Regions from separate parts of the Bos taurus genome. Here region 1 is linked to region 2. A link is a contact called in public Hi-C data. All regions are on one chromosome and are shown on one strand. Each heading gives the region's core, a stretch centred on a gene start, on an enhancer-like site or on the middle of the called end of the contact. The rest is flanking DNA. Distances are from core to core; before and after follow the strand shown. Region 1 has its middle 89 kb from the start of C1H3orf80. Region 2 holds the start of SMC4 (structural maintenance of chromosomes 4).

What was found. A called contact is a pair of places that touch in the nucleus more often than the background predicts.
Region 1: a contact with region 2 is called in a Hi-C map of an unstated tissue, with 4 times the contacts expected there. The contact joins the enhancer-like site here to the promoter of SMC4 in region 2. A contact is called at or near these places in 2 of 11 Hi-C or Micro-C datasets (liver and an unstated tissue).

Annotation. Positions count from the first base shown.
Region 1 is chr1:107,324,746-107,328,509 of ARS-UCD2.0, forward strand. No RefSeq gene overlaps it. Among named protein-coding and RNA genes, the nearest start is that of C1H3orf80, 89 kb to the left of the region's middle. Within about 2 kb of position 1,381, at least 18 of the 102 cell types and tissues checked have an H3K27ac peak or open chromatin away from gene starts, as enhancers often do.
Region 2 is chr1:107,076,904-107,080,934 of ARS-UCD2.0, forward strand. It overlaps SMC4 (structural maintenance of chromosomes 4), which reads right to left and starts at 1,721. Exons shown (of 24, transcript NM_001105326.3): 1 at 1,609-1,721; 2 at 354-497. The coding sequence starts at 492. It also overlaps a transcript of IFT80 not described here.

The DNA of each region.
Region 1 (3,764 bases), core at 131-2,630, 250 kb after region 2:
GAAATATTTATGGATGAAATGATAGACCATCTGTGAAGTGGATAAGGTATATAGTTGAAACCAGATGGACTACAACTTGATCATTGTTGAAGCTGGCTGATGGTATGCAAAGTTTCACTAGAGTGAATATTTTATAGGAGTAGTTAATCTACAATTGTGCATTCATTTCTGCAAAGTATCAGTTATATCCATCCTTTTTAAGATTCTTTCCCCACATAAACCATTATAGATCTGTGCCTTCTGCATTAGCAGGTGAATTCTTTTTTTTGTTTGTTTGTTTTTGTTTTTTTATTTTTTAAATTTTATTTTATTTTTAAACTTTACAATTTTGTATTGGTTTTGCCAAATATTGAAATGAATCCGCCACAGGTATACATGAGCCACCAGGGAAGCCTCATACACTGTAGTATGTATATGTTCATTCCAATCTTCTAATTTATCCCTCTCCCCACTTTCCATCTTGGTAACCATAAGTTTGTTTTTTTACATCTGTAACTCTATTTCTGCTTTGTAGATAAGTACACTTGTACCTGGGCTTTCTGGTGGCTCAGACAGTAAAGAATCCGCCTGCAATGATGGAGACTCTGGTCCAGTCCCTGGGTCAGGAAGATCTCCTGGAGAAGGGAATGGCTACCCACTCCAGTATTCTTGCCTGGAGAATTCCAAGGACGGAGAAGCCTGGCAGGCTACAGTCCATGGGGTCGCAAAGAACCAGACATGACTGAGCGACTAACACTTTCACCTTCACTTCACAGTTGTATCATTTTTTTAGATTCCACATATAAATGGTATCATATCTATGTCTTTCTCTGTCTGACTCATTTCATTTAGCATGACAATCTGTAGGTCTAGCCATATTGCTGCAATTGCCATTAATTCAATCTTTTCTATGGCTAAATAATGGAATACACTGTATATATGTACCAAATCTGCCTTATCCATTTTTCTGTTGATGAACATTTAGACTGCTTCCATGTCCTGCCTATTGCAATGAACATTGGGGTCCATGTATCTTTTAGAATTATGGTTTTCTCCAGATATATGCCCAGGAGTGGGATTGCTGGATCATATGGTGAGTCTATTATTAGTTTTTTAAGGAACTTCCATACTGTTCTCCATAGTTCTCCTGACTACTTTTGTTTGCTTAAAATTTTTCCATCATAAAAAGTTAAAGAAGAAGCACACATACATCTTTGTTTCAGGCTGCAACGTCTAGGAAACCAAACTGTTGAGTATCCACAAAGCAGGATCCCAAAGCAATCTTGAGATGTGGGAAAGTCAAGTTGATACAACAAAATCATTTACTGTACGTGGGAGAGTCTCTCTGAGGACACTGGCCTTGGCTGACTTGTTGACAAGAATCTCTCCCTTTATAGTGATCTGTTATTTTCCTGCCTGCTTGAAGACTCCGCCTTCCACTTCTTTCCTTTCTGTTTCTTTGTTTGTAAGTTAACTTTCTCCCATGGGCAGACAGAACTGCTTTTTCAAGAACCATAAAGGGACCACAGAACCCTCCAAAGCAGTGGTTTTCCTTTTTATAAAACCACAACTCAGAGTAAGAACTATACTCTTTGTCATCACATACAAACACAAGTGACACGCAAGTGTCACAGAATAACAGCCTTTACTCGGTGGATGTGAAAGTGAAAGTGTTAGTCGCTGAGTCTATCTGACTCTTTGTGACCCCATGGATTGTAACCCGCCAGGCTCCGCTGTCCATGGAGTACTCCAGGCAAGAATACTGGAGTGGGTTGCCATTCCCTTCCCCAAGGGATCTTCCTGACCCAGGGATTGAACCCAGGTCTCCTGTGTTGCGGGCAGTCTCCTGCATTGAGGGCAGATTCTTTACCATCTGAGCCACTCAGTAGGATACATTCTGATGTTTTTTGTTCAGCTCTATTCTAGTCAGTTCTATTCCAATATTTTGAAAGGCTGTTGTGATCCACCAAATTGATTTCAGGATCACTAATGTGTTGCAGCCTGCAGTGTTAAAAAATGGTTAATGAAAGGATACAGTGTGGAGGAAACTTAACATTTAAAACATCTGGCCTGGGGTTGAAGTCATAGACAGCTGGATTTCATTTGTATCTGACAGTGGAAAAGGCCTCCACACTTCTTTAAATGGGCGGAAGGTCAGATCTATAATGCTTGCCAAGGATTGACTAAAGTATTAAATTTTAGCAGATGTGTTAATTGATGTACCCATCAACAGTGAGTGATCATCGCTGCACATAGGCTTAGAATTGGTTTTGGTGGAACTGGGCTTAGCCACGTGCTGTTTTATAATGGTAAAAAGCGGGTAGCCCTGTCTTCACACCCCACTATGGCTATTCCTTGGAGGGGACACCAGACAATGGTGTAAAGCTGTGCATGTCCTTTCGAACCAGAGGGACCTGAATTTGAACCTCACCAACTACTAACCATGTGACTTTAGACACATCAGTTAACTTCTCTGAATCTCAGTTGTTTTTTTTTTTTTATCAGAACAGAATTGGTTCTGCATTAAATAAGATAATATATTTAATGATAAGATAATATCATTAAATAAATATTTATTATTAAATATCATTAAACATATCAGTAAATATCATTAATGATATTATTTAACATATCATTAAATATCATTAAAGAGACACCAGCAGGGATGGTGTCTCTCTCATTATGGAGGTTGGCCAATGTCAACACACAAGACCTGGTGTAAACCAGGCACTGAAAGAACAACCAGTTTCTGAGTGTCCACTAAGTCTTTTTCCATAAAATTATGGCCAGTGATCTATTTCATGGACAAAATAACTTCTATGTCCTATGGCTAATTGTCTCTTAAAGTCCCTATTGTATTTTCTCCTGGCTGTTTAAACATTAAATGAATTGCCCTATAATTTCCAGGATTTTATATTTTAGAACAAGGATTTCAAGGTTTTTTATTTTTGAGAACAAATATAGTTTGGGTGCTTTTTCCATGTTCCTCAAAATATTCCAAGTGCACACTGGTATGTACTCATTACTTCTAAAGCCTGGTCTTACCCAGATGTAATGGCTGAAGATTTCCCTTAACACAAAGAATGCCATGCATTATGGTTTTCACTTCCATTTAACCAGATTAAATATTTGGCTAAGTGCTTTATGCTCTGATTAGAGGTGTCTATATATGAAGTGCTCCTCGAACAAAAGTTACGGGTAATCAAATGTAATTTAATTGAATCATGTTCCATAATTAAGGCAAAACCACTTCACTTAAATAATTATCTTGAAGTGTTTGCAGTAGCAGGGTTATGATTTGCTTTTGTTTCCTCTCTGTTACTAGTGTTACCTGATGACAAAATTATGGTGACGTGCTGCTCTACAGAAACTTCAGGTTCAGCCATTTAGGGTTCCAGGCCGTGTGAGGACTGCCCAGCTGCCTTCTAAGAAGGTGTCAAAGAGCAGTAATCATTGGATGGAGTTCCTCCCTATGGTTTCTTCATAAGGTTGAATTAGCATTCAAAACAGAGCCCTCTGGAGCGAATATGTTCAGATTCCACAAACATAGTCACAAACACTGGAAGAAACATCATTCACAGATGTTTTAGAATAGGGATTACCAAACCACTACTGATGTGAGATGCTGTAGTCATTGGGGTGGCAGCTACAGGTAAGACCAATGCAAGACTCAGTGTAGGTAAAGGAGTAGATAGTATATGTTAGTTAAGCATGTAACAGAAAAGTCAGTTGACCGTGGCCACCATGATTAAATAGTTGTAAGTAGGTGGTTATTAGTTTTGGTT
Region 2 (4,031 bases), core at 471-2,970:
TCTTCTCTTTGCAATTTAAGATCACCGAGGTGAAGTTGTACGATCAAGCAACTTTTCATCATATTAACAAATAGTCACGCTGACACTGAAAAAAGTCCACTCTGGCTGACCGTGTCGATTTCCGCGGAAACATAAGACAATGAACAGAAGTTCAGAATTTTAGCTATTTACTAGCCCCCATCCCTCCAGCACCGTTAACCGAAATTTCACAGTCGAATCTGTGAAAATCGCTTTCTTGACCTTCGGGTGTCAACCCCGCAGCCCTTTTCGTCCGCGCCCTGGAATACCAACCGTCCCGGGTTGGGTGCCAGGTCTCCACGCGCTTGCCCTCGGCGTCGCGAAGGGCTACTCACCTGCGGTGGCCAGCGCCTGGCTCCTCGCGCGGCCGGGCGGCGGATCCGGCTCCGCGTCGCTGCTGGTGCCGTCCGGGGACCGCGGCGGCCCTTCCTCTCTGCGATGGGCAGTGGAGGGCTGGGTGCCTTTACGGGGCATGGTCGCTGGAGCCGAGGGAAAGCCGGGAGCAAGTCAGCCCGCGGGCGGCCGGCCGCGCCGTCAAGTTCCCCGCCGGCCCGCCACCCGTCCCACTCGGGTAAAACTTTGTCCACCCGTTTTCTAGGGCTCCGTTGAAAAACCCCGCGCAACGCCAGCGAGTTCTCGGGAAAGAAGGCACAAAAAACTCAAGTGCCAGGAAGGCGGGATTCGCTCTCTCAAGTTCTAAGCAAGTTCCTAGACGTGCTTTGCGGAGCCAGCAAAGAGAGCAACTGCTTAGGTTCTTTTTATTTTTTTAATGTCCCCCTCCTCCGCCCACAGTGTAAATGTGTGAGAAGACTGTAACGTCATTTCTAAACGAAGTTATATCCCGCACGCCGACATTTACGGACATTCCCACACTCTCGGGGCTGGGGATCAAAGCGCACAGATTCTTGTCTCCGAGTCCGTACTAGCTTTAGGTTTGAGGGGTTCTCAACTCTTGGCAGAGCAGTCGGGAACGAAGAGGCGGTTCGCCGCCCACATTCCTCTCCCCGCCATAGCCCTTGGCTCGGCTGGCGGCTCGGGGGCTTTGAGGTCTCCTTCTACTCGCCGGCCGGGGACCGGCGGCTGGGGTCGACCGCTCGCGATTTTCAAATCGGAAGCCGGCAGCGCCAACTCCGCTTCCATCACCTTGGGGTGGCAGGGGTTTGTCCCTGAGGTCCGCGGCGAATCCCGCTGGACAATAAACTACGAAAGGCCACCAGTAAGGGCTCAGAGCTAGTGGTTAGTCCCTCGGGAGAAGAGAAACGGGCAGCGGGCCGGGACAGGGGGCGACGCCGTAGTCCGACCAAGATTTCTAAGAAAAGGTCCGCGAGGGCTGAGAGGGCCCCCAGCCCCGCGGCCCCAATCCCACCATCGACGCTTAAGTAGCTCAGAGAAGTGGCGCCCGGGAGAAGCGCGCGGGAGCTTCGACCGCCGGGGAGCGACTGAGGGGGGAGGGGTGACAGCGAGCGAAATCTCCCCGAGGCAGCCTCAGCCTAGACTTCGGCTGCTCCAGCTCAAGGCCTCTTTCCAGGCGCCTGCGGACCGGGCAGGAAGTGAGAGTGTGACAACCGATCAGGAAAAGACGTACTTTACCTGCAGGATAGTCCACTCAGACCGAGGCTGGAAACGGTTGTATAGGCCCCCCGGTTCCTACCGGTGTTTCGGCTCCGGGTCCTTCACTCGAAAATGGCGCCTAAAATACAAACTCGAACGGAAATTCGTTACAAACGCGCGCAATGCTTTCTGGGAACCACTAATTTGAAAAAAATGCGGCGATTATCGCCATCTTCTGATACCTTACGCGCATGCGCGAACTCCTGGCGGGACCCGAGCTGCAGGGAACGTTTTCTACTAGGTGAAAAAAGCGAAACAATGTTTTCCGTGGCCCTACGGCAATAGCACTCTTATAAATTTTTTTTTTAAACTTGCGAATTTTGAGAAGATAAGTGGAATTCGCCCTACGGTTTAAGTCAAGGATCAGTCGTCCAATAACGTCCCTTTAGAAGAGGGCGTGGCCACTGCGGGGCGGGGTCTCAGGCCCGCTCGGGTGACGCTCTGAGGGGAAGTATCGCGCGAAGAGGGAGTCAGCTTAGCTCTGAGAAGTCGCTATGGTGACAGGGCGGTCCGCTGCTTCTTGGTAACTGGTCTCAGTTCTGTGAGAAAGATCGACCCCTCTTTCCTGGAACTTAAGGTAAGTCTGTTTACTTCCAAGCGAGAGTTGAGGAAAGGATTTGGAAGTTGTGGCCTTTACTGGATTCACCTTCCCTGCTTTGACAGTGTGTGCGGCGTGGAGCATCGGTTATTTCCCGTCTCACTGGGCGCTCTGGACTTAGCTTTTGGGATGCGAAGGAGGAAGCCCTGAATTTGGAGGGAGCAGAGGGGCAGCACGGAGGAGAGAAGATCTGGATTGGTGAATGATCGTGTAGGGAATAGCAAATAATGATTTCGAGTTATTGGTATTAGGTCATTAATGTCACTAGTGAAAAGGGGTTTTGAGTTTTTAAAATCATTCGACTGGAAGACTCTGTAATGGAAGAAACGATTTGCTGGTGTCGTCTGGTTATGGGGAAATTATTGATCAGCAGATATTTCTTAAGTAGCTTCTGTATACACTGCACTCTCGGGCATAATCAGGATTATTGAGCAAGTATTCCTGTTCCCAGATAATTTAGTTTTGTTAATGGATTTTTAACTAAGAGTTTGTGGATCTGGTAGTAGGTGATTGGGGTTCAGAGAAGTTCATACTACTTCTCCACTACAGCCCCCACCCGCCCCCGGAATTGAGTACAGAATTCTGTGTGCTTGTAAATTTTTCTGGGGAGTTAGTTTTTCCAGAACTTTGATCAGATTCTTAAACTTGGTCCTATCCCATCGCACTGTTAACCATTAATTGATCTGAATACGTCCAACAAACATTTATTCAGAGACTCTTAAGTACTTGACTGAGAACTGGGAACCTCTTTTATTCCCCCTTTTAACTTTTGCATACTTAGGACTTGGCATACTGAGGCCCCAATAAATCTTTATTGAGTGAATTTACATTGTCATTCTAAGTAAGAAAGTATGATTCTTCCCCTGAGGAGCATCATGTTAAGGTTCAGTGATTCTCAAGAGTTGAAGGTGTGGAAGACACTCCCCTCAAGTGTAAGAATTCCGTGAGGTTGAGAGACTAAAGTGATTTGAATAAACATTGACTCAGTATTGTAATACACTTTTTTTATTTGTAGTTGAAAAAAATTATTTTCATAAGACAAACTACAGACAGTAAAGCTCAATGAAAAATTTGGTTGGTAGCTGTACCAGAACATGTACATCAGTTCTGTTTAAAATCATGTGGAATCTTTTGGATTTTCAAGTCAAACACTACTAAACCCAAGTTGGAGAGATATTAACCCTGAAAAAAAGCAAAGACTAGACCAAATTGAGTAATGTATATGGGAGACAGAGCACCATGTAGGAGAAGGATGTAACAGATAACAGAATCCCAAGTCTCATCATTTTTTTAAAGCTACCTACTTAGACAACGTACTCAGTTTGTCAAACTCTGTTTATTATGAAACCAGCATATAATACCTACCGCATAGGATTGTTTATGATTGTTCATCTAACATACACACTGCATGCATTTGATATTGCTGTGTTTATAACATAGACCTTGTTAGGGTATGTGCTAAGGTTGAATAATGGGATGTCAAGTTAGAAGAAGGTTAGTTTGTGAAGAGTCTTGAAAACCAGGTCAAGGATATTAGATTGATAAATCTTCAAAATATTAGAAAAATTTTGAGCTATGGAGTGACTTGGTTAAAAAAAGTTAACAGTTATGTGGGATGTGTGAAAAGAGAAAGAGACTGAGATCAAGCACGGCTTAGATTGTTACTGTCCACTTTTCCATGTAGGAGGTAAGAGGTGCCTATGCAGTAGAATGGTAAAAATCTGGACACATTTAACAGTTAATAGTCTGAGCTCTTAAAGTTAGATAGTATTCTTTGTGAATCTCTGGATTAGTGATGAGGGGA